Linked DNA regions of Mus musculus: regions 1, 2, 3 and 5 are each linked to region 4. A link is a contact called in public HiChIP or PLAC-seq, Micro-C and promoter capture Hi-C data. All regions are on one chromosome and are shown on one strand. The core of a region is the stretch at or near the end of the contact, and the rest is flanking DNA. Distances in the headings are between cores, read along the strand shown.

The links. Promoter capture Hi-C pulls out the DNA fragments that hold promoters and counts their contacts. A called contact is a pair of places that touch in the nucleus more often than the background predicts. HiChIP or PLAC-seq counts read pairs in DNA pulled down with a chosen protein or histone mark.
Region 1: a contact with region 4 is called in an H3K27ac HiChIP or PLAC-seq map of extraembryonic endoderm stem cells, with 7 times the contacts expected there. The contact joins the promoter of Cluh here to the promoter of Ube2g1 in region 4. A contact is called at or near these places in 1 of 39 promoter capture datasets (hippocampal neurons) and 3 of 115 datasets of contacts at active chromatin or transcription factors (astrocytes, epiblast stem cells and extraembryonic endoderm stem cells).
Region 2: a contact with region 4 is called in an H3K4me3 HiChIP or PLAC-seq map of stem cell-derived neural progenitor cells, with 8 times the contacts expected there. The contact joins the promoter of Ccdc92b here to the promoter of Ube2g1 in region 4. A contact is called at or near these places in 3 of 39 promoter capture datasets (cranial neural crest, embryonic stem cells and hippocampal neurons) and 3 of 115 datasets of contacts at active chromatin or transcription factors (astrocytes, epiblast stem cells and stem cell-derived neural progenitor cells).
Region 3: a Micro-C map of embryonic stem cells shows a contact between it and region 4, with 3 times the contacts expected there. The contact joins the promoter of Hic1 here to the promoter of Ube2g1 in region 4. A contact is called at or near these places in 2 of 484 Hi-C or Micro-C datasets (B cells and embryonic stem cells) and 1 of 115 datasets of contacts at active chromatin or transcription factors (astrocytes).
Region 5: a contact with region 4 is called in a promoter capture Hi-C map of liver, with 7 times the contacts expected there. The contact joins the promoter of Sgsm2 here to the promoter of Ube2g1 in region 4. A contact is called at or near these places in 5 of 39 promoter capture datasets (cranial neural crest, hippocampal neurons, liver and 2 more) and 2 of 115 datasets of contacts at active chromatin or transcription factors (astrocytes and embryonic forebrain).

The regions. Positions count from the first base shown.
Region 1 is chr11:74,648,144-74,650,843 of GRCm38.p6, reverse strand. It overlaps Cluh (clustered mitochondria (cluA/CLU1) homolog), which reads right to left and starts at 1,340. Exons shown (of 26, transcript NM_001081158.3): 1 at 1,150-1,340. The coding sequence starts at 1,249.
Region 2 is chr11:74,618,309-74,621,008 of GRCm38.p6, reverse strand. It overlaps Ccdc92b (coiled-coil domain containing 92B), which reads right to left and starts at 1,404. Exons shown (of 4, transcript NM_001013784.1): 1 at 1,163-1,404. The coding sequence starts at 1,247. It overlaps Gm50590 (a long non-coding RNA gene), which reads left to right and starts at 150. Exons shown (of 3, transcript XR_001780261.2): 1 at 150-480; 2 at 601-743.
Region 3 is chr11:75,168,843-75,171,542 of GRCm38.p6, reverse strand. Hic1 (hypermethylated in cancer 1) reads left to right here and starts at 1,288. Exons shown (of 2, transcript NM_010430.2): 1 at 1,288-2,540. The coding sequence starts at 2,024.
Region 4 is chr11:72,605,990-72,608,689 of GRCm38.p6, reverse strand. It overlaps Ube2g1 (ubiquitin-conjugating enzyme E2G 1), which reads right to left and starts at 1,429. Exons shown (of 6, transcript NM_025985.4): 1 at 1,055-1,429. The coding sequence starts at 1,100. It overlaps Gm51906 (a long non-coding RNA gene), which reads left to right and starts at 1,527. Exons shown (of 4, transcript XR_003949712.1): 1 at 1,527-1,749.
Region 5 is chr11:74,895,656-74,898,355 of GRCm38.p6, reverse strand. Sgsm2 (small G protein signaling modulator 2) reads left to right here and starts at 1,287. Exons shown (of 23, transcript NM_197943.3): 1 at 1,287-1,531. The coding sequence starts at 1,475. It overlaps Tsr1 (TSR1 20S rRNA accumulation), which reads right to left and starts at 276. Exons shown (of 15, transcript NM_177325.3): 1 at 141-276. The coding sequence starts at 237.

The sequences.
Region 1 (2,700 bases), core at 91-2,590, 2.0 Mb before region 4:
CAGGCCTTGTCTTGGGCAAGGTAAGTCCACTGTGATGGATAACAGTCTAGCAAGTGCTAGGCCCATTAGGGCCATCCTTACTCCCGTGTTAGCCTTAGTCTGCTCACCGGAGCTGGGAAGAATAAGGAGATGAGCTGAGGAAAAGAGAGATAAAGAGGGTCTGCACTCACTGGCATCCTGGGTAGAAAGGACCAGGCTGGCTCTGAGGAAAAGTGAGGAGGCCCTAGGAAGGGGTTTCCAGTTTCAAGGCTGGAGCCTGAGACTTGGTAAAAAACTAACAGAAAGGGCACAGGCTAAGTACAAGAGAAGTAGGCCCCACCCCTAGACAAGCCTCTGCCACTCCCAAAGCCACCACCACACAGCCCCCACGGGGGAGAGCTGGGCGCTCCACTCCACACTAATGACCTTTGCCTTAAAAAAACAGCAGCTCTAGTCTGACCCACTTTTCGCAATAAGGCAGGTTAATGATCAAGTTCAGGCACAAACACCTCCCCCTGACAAACAGCTAGGCTTTGCCCACACACAGGCAGGACCCCAAACCCCTGATCAAGTGGAGGCCAGTAACTAAAAGAATTGAGACCACAGCCTGATGACTTGGGGTTAAGCCCTTGTCTCTAAGAATGTACCAGAGACAACCCACCCCAATAACACACACACACACACACCCCAACTTGCGCTCTTCCCATAGTCCAAGTTTGGGCAGCTCCAAACTGAGCCTCACTCACAGTGCTGCAGCTCTGCCGCACAGGAACGTCTAGGACAAGAGAACCAGAAGGTGGCAGGGCCGCAAGTGTCACTGCCCCCAGCCCCAAGAGCTCCCCAAGCAGGGGCGCGGAGGGGGTGGGGCCGCCGATTCCATCGGTCTGCGGCGGCGGCGCACCCTGAAACCAAACCGCGTGTGCGCGCACGTGTCCCCGCGATCTTGCGCGAGTGTGTCCGCCGTGGATGCCCTTCCACGGTCCCCACGTGCGAAGTCCAGGCCGTAGCCGGGGGTGCCACTGAAGGTGACCTTCAGGGCGGGGGCGGCCCAGTGCACCGCCCACACTGACGCGGAGGGAAGACGGTTGTTCCCACCGAGTCCCGAGCCCTCCGGCCGGACTCGGCCCGGGCTCTAGCCCAGCTGTCCCTGCCCCCGGCCCACTCACTCACCAGCCGCGTTCGGCCGCCCCTTGCCGCCGGCCTGCGAGCCGTGCTCCCGGGCGCTGTCGGCCGGGGCGGCCGCCGGCAACTCGTCCGTCTTGATGACCATGGCGGGAGCAGGCGTCCGGCTCGCCTGTCCGCGCCGCACGCCGCGCCACTAACCCAAGTGCCCTGCGCGCCACGGCCGCTGCGGGAAGGACGGAGTCACCGGCCCACGTGGTGCGCGCTTTAGCCTTTGACCCCGCCGCCGCTCCCCTACCCCGCCCTCGCGCCCGGCCTGCCCACGGCAGACGACGAGGGACAAAACACCGAGCACTCCGTAGTCAGTTCACAGATTCAGTGACTCTTTCAAAGCCTTAAAGGCAACGCGTCCGGGCTCAAAGGGGAGAGGCCTCGGCCCCCTGGTGAGGCGGGGCTTCCGGGAGACGTTTCCTAGGTTCGCCGCCCGTTGGGCGGGCGCCGTGACCTTGGGTGGAGACTTGTCTAGGACTGCCTTCGCTCCCTATTCCCCCTCCCCCAATGACCCTCTGCTTCTTATTGAGCATCTGCCAAAAGACCGCGTCGTTCTAAAGCAGCTTTGTTATCACGACCCTCTGTATCCTCCTCACCGAGTGGGCTCTTTCCTACTGAAGGGAAGGGTCTAGAGTGTATTTGGATTATTGAGGAAGATCGCTTCTAGGCCTTTTGGCTAAGATCAAGTGTGGATTATTGAGGAAGGTGTGCAGGTTGCAAATATGCATAAAGTGTCAGAAACAGACTATGAAAACTTGGACTCAGCACCATGGGCTCCTCCCCTATCTGTGTAAAACACACACACACTCACTCACTTCCAGGCCACTATCTTGGTTTACAGTGAAGGACAATGAGGGCCAAAGTCACAGAACAAGTTCAGATTTAGACCAATAAATAGATCCTTACTATAGTTGTTATCTATTTTTCAGTTCTTTTGGTTGGGTGGGGAATAAGGAGTGAGGTCCATGATTGCTGGGGGAGGGGGGGTACTTTTCTTGTGTGTGCCCTACTGAGTATTAAATTCAGGACCTCTGGCATGGTAAAGGTGTCTACTGCTGAGAGACAACCCTAGTCTCAGGTGATATTGAAACCAGGTCTATCCAGACAGTTATGTTCAGGCAGAGAGGGGACAGGGTAAGCCTTCCATGCACAGGTGGAAAAGCCCTTTGTGAAACACTAAACACAGTCTTTACACTTGCTAGGATTTAATGGACCCTGGCAATCTGAGGCTGAGATGGGAGCGGTCTACATACACCCTTGTATACATTGCAAAGGAAAGTTAAATCTGCTTTCCTTTTAGAGATCTAGTGTGACCACAAGGGCCTGCAATCCCAGTTCTTGATAGGTAAAGGCTGGAGGACCTGAATTTGGAGACCAGCTTGGGCTACATAGTAACACACTGTCAGAATAGAATACATAGGAAGTTCAGTTTGCCCCTAGAGCACATGTGATGATGAGAACTGAAGCCAAAAGAAGAAGGAACCCTCCATTGAAGGGAGAGGGAGGAGAGAAATGTATGTGTCAGAAAGATCCTCTTGACTGTTATGT
Region 2 (2,700 bases), core at 155-2,654, 2.0 Mb before region 4:
GCACACACTAACTCTCAGTACCGTCCTCAGCTCCATACACACTAACTCATCTGTACACTGATGGTCCTACTAGTACATCCACTCCAGAGATGAAGAAACAGGACCCCAGAGAGGTAAAGCCCTTTGCCGGACATGCACAACTGTGCTGACACCTAGGAGACACTTTGAGGCACTCACCCTGTAACACATAGCTCCTCAGAAGGCAGCCACACTTTACATCTGCTGGCTAAACCTCTTTTTTGTTGTTGTTTTTTGGATTCTACCTCTTGCTCTCCAGATAAACTCTCTCCCTGTACAGCCATGCCCTAGCTTCCTACACTCCACCCAGTTTCTGTCTCCTGAAATCTGACTTCTCCTTTGCATTTTAGAGCCTTCTTGCGGGCAGTTTGGACTCTGGGAATTCCTTGCAAGAAACAAACCACACAGCCAAGAGTGAAGCCGAGAGAATGAATTGAGTCTTACTGGGAATCACCAGGGCAAGTGAGTACACGTATTAAAAAATAATTACTCTGCCACCCCCTCTAAGTCCTTGGCTCTCCTGAGGACGAGTCTGGAACCAAGATCTGGCCTTTGACAAGTGTCTGGGACTCTGTCTGCAAGGTGGGGGCTGGTAGCAGAGACATTCTCTAAGGACCTGTGATCCTCCGCACTACAGAGTCCCTCCTCCCAGACACCCCTCAACTCTGGCTCCCCGCTCCACTGAAGATCCCACAACCCCAACCTCAGCATTGCTGAGGATTCAGGTACATGGGAGTGGGGTGTCGGGAAAAACTTGACCCACCTTTCAATCTTGATGCTCTGTAGTTTATGCCTCGAATTTGACACCCAGAACTAGGGGGTCTGCAGGGTGGGGGGCAGGGTTGAGGGTTATGGATACCACAGGGTATAGGGAAGAGAGGAACCAGCCAGGATACGAAGAGCAGGCAGAACGGTGCGAGTGGTGGTCTGGACTGCTTTGGACCCCCTGCCAATGCCGGGAAGGGCTCGGGTCTGGCGGCGGAGGACAACTTCTGCCAGCAGCCCGCGTCCTGCCCGCCTCTCGCGCGCTGCGGTGCCAGACCCCGCGCAGCCCTCCAGGCGGAGCCGGAGCTCAGGGGCTCTCTTCATCACCCTGATCACCCAGCCAGCGCCCACCCTCTACACCCACCGCCGGCCTGCTCACCTGCGGACCCGAGAGAGCCGCCGGGCCCGGCCCGGGCCTCGCTGGGTCTCTGGAAGAGCTCTTCTCCCGCGCTAGCTGCGCTCATGGATCCGCAGAGCGCGGCCCGGCTGCGGCGCCATCAACTGCTGCGAGGCTGTGGGGTGCGGACTCCAGGGCTCTGGGGGGCTCCGGGGCGCAGAGGTGGGGGGCCTAGGGCAGGCTTCGGGCGTAAACACCCAGCAACGTGACCGGAACTGGCGAACGAGCTGGAGGGGGCGGGGGGTGGGAGAGATAAGGGGGAAGGGAGGGACCTGGGGCGCTCGGGGAGGGGCCGTGGGCGGGGCGGGGGGAGGGGAGGCTGGGGCGGGGGAGGGGAACCCTGGGACCTCGGGGAGCCCCAGGATCCGGGCCTTCGCACCCCGCGAGCAGCAGAATCCTCGGATCCGGCCCTGGCTGGGAGCTGAGGAGGGAGCCCGAGACACCACAGACGACTAGGCGAGCAGGGACGCGGCGACCGATCAGCACCGCGGACAGCGCCCAGGCCCACAGGCCAGGATCCGCTCCGCCTCTCTAAGTGAGGCAGCGCCCGCTGCCTGCTGGGGTACCCACGAGCTGGGGTATTCGAGAGCTGCTGGATAGTCTGAAAATGTGTTCCTGGTAGAGGCAGCAGCAAAGCTGTGCCAGATGTCTCACTAGTTTTGTGACCTTGGGTGAATCACCTCACCTCTTATATGATGGTACCCAGAATCAAGAAAAGATCTTTTATAAATTCCAAAGTCCGTAAAAAGTATAAGGCGCATAAGGCACTATTGGTGTTGAGCCGGGTCTCTTCCTCCTCCTCCTCCTCCTCCTCCTCCTCCTCCTCCTCCTCCTCCTCCTCCTCCTCCTCCTCCTCCTTCTCCTCCTCCTCTTCCTTCTTCTCCTCCTCCTCCTTTTCCTTTCTTCTGTAAACAGATTTCTAGAGTTACTCTGCTCATCTTAGAGTTCTGGCACCATCAGCATCTTTCTCTTCTCTGGAGAGATGGTGGTGTATGGAGTGCACCATTGGGTTGTTGTGAGAATTAAATGAGTTAATACCTGTACAGTGCTCACTATAGTGTGGGGGCTCACTAGACACCTGTACACATGATGGTTGATGACAGGGGTTCAGGAGGCTCGGAGTTCCCAAAGGCAACACATTTCCAATCCTACCTTATCATGCTGAAGGGAGAGGTGGTCTTTAAGGACTCAGACCTAAAGTTTGGTCTGGAATACCTCACTCCATTACAAGCCAAATATTTACTTTCTTGTTGAGCCAAATTTCTACAAGGCCTTAATTTTGCTTTTAAACAAGGCGTTACTATGTGTGTAGCTAGCCGGGCGTGGTGGCGCACGCCTTTAATCCCAGCACTCGGGAGGCAGAGGCAGGCGGATTTCTGAGTTCAAGGCCAGCCTGGTCTACAGAGTGAGTTCCAGGACAGCCAGGGCTATACAGAGAAACCCTGTCTCGAAAAACCAAAAAAAACAAACAAACAAAAAAAAAACTATGTGTGTAGCTCTTGCTGGCCTGGAACTCTATT
Region 3 (2,700 bases), core at 39-2,538, 2.6 Mb before region 4:
AAAGGCAAATACGATATGGAACAGGTCCTCCAAAACAGCCCGATTCTGTCTCCGGGCTCTAAATGGGGTCGTCATGCGTTCACGGAGAGGAGGAAGCTGCACCAGGATGACCAGAGGAGCTCAGGAAGAAGGGGAAAGCAAAGTTAAGAGGAGGGGCATGGTGGTGCGCATCCTTGTACGTGGGAAGTAGACGCCTTTGTGAGTTCGAGGCTAGCCGTAGACTTGAAACTGTGGTGGTGGTGGTGGTGGGGCGTGGAGGAGAGGAGAGGAGAGAAGGGGAGGGGAGGGGAGGGGAGTACACAGTGAAACTTGGGCAAGGTTTATGTGGTTGGCCCCATAGCGATACAACAAGGGCTTGAGTCGGTGGAGAGGGATAGAACAAGAAGGAACTGAAGACCCAGCCGACCTCCTTATGGGTCAACCAGCGGATAAACTCCATTGTGTAAAACACATACAGAGCTTTCTCTCCAGACTCGCACGATCTAACCCCATTAAAAGGAGAAAACATTTAAAACAGAGACATCAGAGACACCCTTGCTTGTGGGAGAACTCAGAGTTGTCAAAACTCATCCCTAAGAGCACTTCTGGGGAGCCTTCTTATCCTCAAACGCTCCGTTACACTTCCGCTTCAGCCCCAAGGCGTATCCCTCGACAGAGATACCAAGGTACCTCTTCACTTCTCCTAGAGCTCAGAAATTGTGGAGTCCACCGTGGGACTGCAGTGTTTGTCTTGTATGGACACTGTACGGAGATACGAAGTAGTAAGTGGATTAGATGGAGGCGGAGCACACTGTCGCGGAAACCTGGTGAGCCTTGAAGACTCTTTGGACCAGAAGCCTAGGCCAGGCATAGAAGTCTCCTGCCAAAGAAACGCAGCCTCTAGGAGGCGCCCAAGACCTTGGTGTCTCACTGGTACAGCTAGAGGCCCGGCCGGCTGCCCCGGGCGAGTGACTCAGCCACTACCTCAAGCGGGGGAGTGGGGGCTCGAAGACAGCGTGGGGTGCGGCGAGCGTAGCCCCCACCCGCCCTGCGCCCCGCGCGGTTGCTAAGCTCTCCAAGGCCTCTGAGAGATGAGATCCCGGGAACCTCATTGGTTACCATAGTAACTCTGAGCCCCAGCCTCTCCGGCTTGGCCACGGAGGATGGCGCAGCCAATAAGAAGCTGTGGGCGGTTTGGGGGGACCCCCCCTATAGCGTGGGCGGGGGTCAGGAGGTGCGGGGAAGAGGCGGAGCGTGGGCCACGGAGGCGCGGTGCTTGCAACGGTGCTTATGCCTCCGCCCCGCTATGCAGGGACATTTCCGGTGAGCACCCAAGAGCTGGTGCACGCTCCCCTCCCTCCTAAAAGAGGAGTCACCAACATGAATGAGCTCTCCCTTGTGTGGCGTGTAGGATCTTTTTTTGAGGGGGTCTCAAGCCGCCCGTTCTCGTGATATCTCTCGAATGGTGTATTGGGGGGGGGCAAACTAAGATCCCTCAAAACTGCTTAGATGGGGGATTGGGGACTTGAGGGGCACGTCGCAAGGGGGCTCTGTCCAGCTATTTCCAATGGAGGGCTCTAGGGTCCTTCTGGAGACCCGCAAGTTCGGGGAGGGCTCTTTGGTAGGACCTCTACCCCGTTTCACGTAGTAGCCTCCGCAGTAGCCCAAGAAGTTGGGACTCCGGGAGGGGGTGGGCGGTCTGTGTAAACATGGCGCGCCCTTGTCACTGCTTGGACAGAGTTTGAGTGTGGACGGTTTATGATGTGCATACTGATAACATGTGTCTGAGGGAGAGTTGGAATGTGTCTCTCTCCACTGAGTCCAAGTGAATAATGGTGTTCAGAAATGTCTAATAAAAGCCGCCCCGCTCCTGCTCCGAACGTATGTACCTTCATCTCACTTAGGATTTCTAAGCTCGCCCTCTCACAGAATACTGTTCGTAGTGTTCCACCCCAACCCCTTTTCTAAGATAGGGTCTCAGGTAGTAGAGGCTGACCTTGAACTCCTGGTCCTCTTGCTTCCAACTCCTGGGTGCTATGCTAGGATGATTACAAGAATGCGCCACCATCCCTGGCTTAAGAGTTCCTCATTTGAAGACAGAACCTTCCCCTCCCCCCCCCCGAATTGGCGCGATATAACATATAAATATGTACTCGGGAGCACTCAGCACAAAACCCCCAGGTTTATGGGACTCCCAGGTCCGATATCTGAGTCTCCAGGTGGGCACATCTGGAAGCGCGCGAACCTGCAAGATCTGCTCAGCTCCGCATCTGCAAGCCTCTTGGCCCAGGTGTGCGCCAGAGGTCGCAGCCCAGCCGCACACAGTCCCCGCGTGGCCGCGAGGTGGCGCCATGGCCGCGGCAGCGTCTGCCGGTTCGGGCCGCTCCAGATAAGAGTGTGCGGAAAGCGCGGAGGGGCTGAGACGCGACCAGGACGCGGGGAGGACGGACCGGCAAGACAGACCGACCGGGGGCCCGGCGGGCGGAGGGCAGCGCACTGCAGCCACGTCCCCCCCTGGATCCGCCGGCAGCCGGGCCCGGGGCTTCCGACATGCCCCCCAGGTGGGTCCTCGAGTTGGCGACAGGGAAGGGCAAGGGACCCGGGACAATCTGGTCCTCGTGCGCCGGCTACCTCGGGAGCATCCTCAGGCGTGGGCGCCCGGGTCGCGGCTGGCGTTTGGGGCTCTAAGTGTCTTCCCTAGAGGACTCGGGACGGCTGGGC
Region 4 (2,700 bases), core at 180-2,679:
AAAAGGGGGGTGGGGGGAGAGGACTGGCTACAGGTTGAGGAGGGGTGAAGTCGCCTGAACCAAGCCAGGCACACGCTTGGCGTAGGACAGCAGGGCTAACTACCGGTTCATTTCTCTTTAAATCTGGCAGCACGTGGGGCGGCATTGTGAAGGCACCAACCCGCCTCCTCCCTCCCCCCCTTCCACTCCGCACACGTACGCCTCCAGCGCGCATGCTCCGCTCACACAGTCCTAGCAGAGTAGGAGCCAACCCCCTAAAAAGTCAACCTGGAAGCCGCAAACGGCCAGAGGCCGGGACAATGGGGGAGGGGGACAGAGACTCCACGGGGGAGGCACTGAGCCGCCGCCCCTGGCCAGAGCCTAAGGCGGGCCGCAGCCCGGTGGCCGCGAGCCTGCGCGAAGGAGCCCGAGCCGTGCCCACGGAGCACAAAGCCCGGGCCGGCCAGCGAGCCGCTCTCCCCAGCGCCCGCGCCCACCCTCCCCCAGACGGGCGGCGCAGCCCGAGCTCGTGCCAGGCGGAGGCAGGCGAAGCGGAGTCGCGCTCCCCGCCGAGCCCCCCGGTGCCCCGCGTCAGCACCCGGGCCAGCCCCGCCGTCGCTTTTGTTGTCTGCCCTAACTCCGCGAACCCCGCGCTGCCGGGCCAGAAGTTTGGCGCGCCTCCCCTCTCCGGCCCCCGACACGGCTCGGACTCACAGCCGCGCGGGGACCCCGCAAGCTCCCGGGGTCCCCGAGGTTCCGCGGCCTCCGCCGCACCTGAGCCCGGGATCCGCCCCTCAGGGAGGGTCGGCCCGACCGGGACCCACGCCCCTCCCCCGCAACGCCCCAGTGCCGTGGGGGAGGGGGCAGCCGCCCAGGGCGTCCGGCCCGTCCGAGGGCGAGGCTGGGGAGCGTCCCCGCCCCCAACACCCTCCACAGCCGGGCCAGGAGTGTCGCCAGCTCGCCGCGACTCGCGGGCTCCCACCCTCGCGGCCCGCCACCACCCAGCCTCCGAGCGGGCGAGAGGAGGCGAGTGGCTCGGCAGTCCGCGATCGCGGCCCGGCGCCCCGCCGCTCACCTGCCAGCTGTCTTCGCAGTAGCAGCGCCGACTGCAGCTCCGTCATCCTCCCCACCGAGAGCCCGGGCCGCCACCGGGACTTCGACGGACTGGCGACAAGCTCTGCCGGTGCCTGGAGCTAGATGTGTGTTGAGGAACCCGGACCGGAGCGCCGAAGCCGCGGGGAGGCCGGTCTTGGGAGACCCGAGAAGCACCTCGCCGCCTATGCGAGTCCGCTCCGCTCGGCTTTCCTCGCTCAGCGCCTCACGCCCGGAAGGGGAGGGTACCCGGGCCGCCGCGGCGCGCACTGGGACTTCGCTCGCCCGCTTCCCTCCTCTGCCCGCCCGTCGGCCCCACCGGTGCCTTCCCCCGCCACTGCCTCACTGCGCGCAGGGCCGCTCCGCGCAAGCGCGCTGAGCCTGCCTCCTTCAGAAGCAGCACTCCTGCTAGCCCGACCCCTCGGCCCTGCTGCCCCGCCTCCGGCGGTGGAACCCCGCCCACCGCGCGCAGTGGGCTCAGCCCCGCCATCTTGGGAAGGTCCACGCCCGCCCAGCTGCGGAAGCGTCGGCTGGTAGACGCCCCGCGGACGCCATGACAAAGAGGTCGCGGAGGGTCAGGACGCTGCCTCCCGGTATAAGCAGGAGGTCTAAGCGTGATGGGACCAGAAGTGGTAGATGTTGGCGAGGACCCAGCAGCCATCCAACACTACATCGGAGGTGTGCGAATTAGTCATTGTTACAAAGCCGAATTTAGTACTGGTGTGCACCATTTTAAGCAGCCGCAAAATAGAGTGCATGGTGATAATTCATAAAGAATGCACAGAATGGTCCTTGAAATAAAAATGTTATGAGTCTCATAGCAGAAAACGTTTAAGTAAATAGTAAGACTGAGTAAAGTGCAGAGTTGTGATTAGCACAACCTGATAAATGGTTCGGATTCAGGTGGTATTCTCCTGTAATCTCAACACTTGAGGCTGAGGATTAGAAGACCCAGGTCCCCTTCGCTGCACAGTGATACCCAATCTCCGTCTGGGGATGAGGATCCATAATAGATCAGACTCCTCTAGAAAAGGCACCTACTATGTAAAGTCCAAGTGTGAAAGCCGAGATTAGGAAAAGTCAACCTTATCCAACCTCCTTGCCCATTTCCCAGTTGAGTGCTTTGTCAACACTGTAGCAATAAAGAAACAAAAAAGGGAAGGGGGAAAAGTAACATTGACACTCAATTTTGTTTCTTCTTTCTTTCTTTTAAAGATTTATTTACTTATGTATATGACTACACTGTTGTTCTCTTCAGACACACCAAGAGAGGTCATAGGATCCCATTACTGATGGTTGTGAGCCACCATGTTGCTGAGAATTGAACTCAGGACCTTTGGGAAATCAGCCAGTGTTCTTAACCGCTAAGCCATCTCTCCAGCCCCTTGCTTGTTCTTTCAATAAGTGTTTGTTCAATCCCTACTTCCCTGTACCTGGACTGTAGAAAACAAAAACTGTGCATAGGAAATCAGGTCCATTTCTACCCACAAAAGCATGAAGCTTCTGTGAACTCCAAGTAAAGTGAACAAGAGGAGCAGATTCCGTTAGGCATGTAATAAAAATTACTGGGCAAGCAGGCACAAGGCCCTGGCTTACCTCCCTAGCACTGTCCCACCAGACCAAAGAAAC
Region 5 (2,700 bases), core at 38-2,537, 2.3 Mb before region 4:
GCTGCTCTTCTCCTCTCAGTCAAATCAACCAACAAGAACCTTCCTGCGCCGCTTAAGAGCCTTGGGCAAGGGTCCCAAGTCTAGTCTCGGTGTGGGCACGGGTACCGGCTAAGCAGCCCCTCTCCCTCCTGTCTACTCACCTTTGCTGTCCCGTTGTGCGGACCCACCGCCGTGATGCCGCCCGCCTTTATGAGCTTTATTCTGCTGCTTCAGCGGCCCGGAGCGGTGAGCCGCCATTCTGCAGTCCACGTGTGCACCAAGTGAACTCTACTTCCGGGCGGACCCGAGCGTTTCCGGCCCTGGGGACGGACTTCAGGCTTAGCACTTCCGCGACCTCTCGCGAGGTTTTTTGCCGCCAGCCTGCAAGCGCAGCGCCCTGAGTGTCCGCAGAGACGTCGTGGTGCCTTTTCCCACGCTGCAGTCCTCTGCTGAGAGATGGAGGATGCCGGCAGGAGTCTCCCGGCTCCGGCTCTGGATTAGGAGGTCAATTTTGCGCCCATCTTTCCATTTTTGCACGCTTCAGTTGCATCACGTGGGAAGAAATAAAAGTCTTTTCACGTAGACTATTGCACGCCGCTCTCTGCGGTCCCAGTGAACTGTACAAAGGGGTGACATTTGTACCTGAGTGGCCTTTCCTTTCCTCTATTACTCTAATTTCCAACGCGAAGCACTTAGAAGGGGCTCGTGTCACCGGCTCTGGAATGTCTCTTATTCCAACTCGCGCCCCCCTCTTCCCACAAATCTGCAAGATGAACCAAAGCGGATGTCGGCGACCCGGAGGAGGGCGAAGACTTCCCCTTGCGCTCGGGCACCTGTTCTTAGGAGCTCACAGTCGGGTCCTTGCTTTCCTCCTGCAAGCTTTGCGACTGAGCTGCAAGTAATATATGAACACTCCACAGGATCCGGAGGAGTGACAGGACCAGGTTCGAACCACAGTGACGCAGAGCCGAGACCCTGGCTCCGTATAGCTCCTCTCCCAGGGGCCAGAAGTCGGGAGCGGTCACGGTGGTTGAGGTTTGCCCAGACACAAGCACATTCCCAAAGTCCGCCCGCTGCGCGGCGCAGGCCGGAGCGGCTGACTTCCCAGCGCTCACAATGCGGGTTCGCGCCCTCGGGGCGGGAGCCGGCCAGTCGCCATGACAACCGTCCCTGCGGCGCGCGCCCGGCCCCGACGCCCCCAGGCGTCCGCACCCGCCCTTGACCCCCCCCCCCACCTCCCCAGTTGCGGCGCACACACCCCCTCCCTGCCGGCAGTGGGAAGGGGCCGGGCCTGCTGCCTGACGTCTGCGGGGCTCGGAAGATGGCTGCGGAGCTGAGCACCGGGCAGTGGCTGCGGCGGCTGCAGGCGGGGAGCGCAGCGGGCGGGGACTCCGCCTCGCGTGTGGGGCGCTGAGTCGGGAGGCGCGGAGGCGGTGAGGGCGCACCGGGGGCTCGGGGGGCCACTCGGTGCCACCTGCCCGCCACCTGCCGCACCATGGGCAGCGCAGAGGACGCGGTCAAAGAAAAGCTGCTGTGGAACGTGAAGAAGGAGGTACGGTCCGGGGCAAGGTCTCAAGGGGCTCGCACCCCTCCCGCGCTGGCTCGGGAGCAGAGAGGTGGAGGCACCCACGCGCGCGGCTGCCAGCCCACCGTGCCAGGCGGGGGCGGGGTCCTGGGCGGGCCGCGCCCCACGCCCCTCTCTGCATGTCCCGGGCAGCGCCCTCGGCCAGGGTCAGGCTTGCGCCCTGGGGCTTGTTTGCTCCACGGTGCTCCCGTTCCCCGCCCAGTGACGGCAGCAGCGCGGGGAGACCGCGATCGGGGGAGGGGTGGCGGCGATTGCTGGAGAACCCGAGTTGCCCATTCATTGCGGGTACTGCCCGGGGAGGGGGCGGGGTCCCCACGGGCCTCCTGGAGGCTGCGAGCCACAGTTCCAGGGGCTTCGCCCTCGGGTGTCCAACACACCGCCCTCTTGTGTTCCCCTGGCAAGTGAGTCGTGGCTAGCAGAGGGTTCGCTGCACACCTCACCGTTTCTCCCTCCACGCCCACCTCCTTACCCAGGAACTCGGGTATTTTTAAGAATGGTTTTTAAGACTCAGATTATTTTTGCCCTTTTGAGGGAAATCCTTCAGAAACAAGAGTTTCTCTCCACTAATTCCCTTTACCTTGACGCTGCTTAGAAGCTCATTTCAATTTCGGGGGTTGGGAGGGGGGGGCTGCTCATACGAATGACTCACCAGCTTGTGAAAGAGCCTGCAGTGTAGATGAGATGAGTGAGGCCTCCCTCCTCAGCCTGCCTCTCTAGCTGGGTCTACCAGGTGTGAACTATGGAAGGCAAAAACAAAACAAAACAAAACAAAAAACCTGTCTGCTTGTTCACTGTTTTGTTTCCAGAGCCTGGCACACTGGTAGGCACTCTAATAAATATAGCTGCTGATCCTGGAAACTGAGGTTTGGTGAGATAGTCTTGAGTTGTCCAGACTTACTTGAGCTTTACTTGTGAACTTGAGTAAAGTTACTTAAACTCAAGTCTTGGTTTCCTAGTTTCTTTTTAAAATAGGATAATACTGTTTCTCTCACATACATAAATGTATCATATTTTTTCATGCACCCTTGGAGTTTGACGGTGGTTTGAGAAGACTCTGGACTCTCTGCATTAACCCTGACCTGGCTCGTGTGCCCTAACTGTTCCCTTCCTTCTTGACATCACCTTTCCAGCTTGCA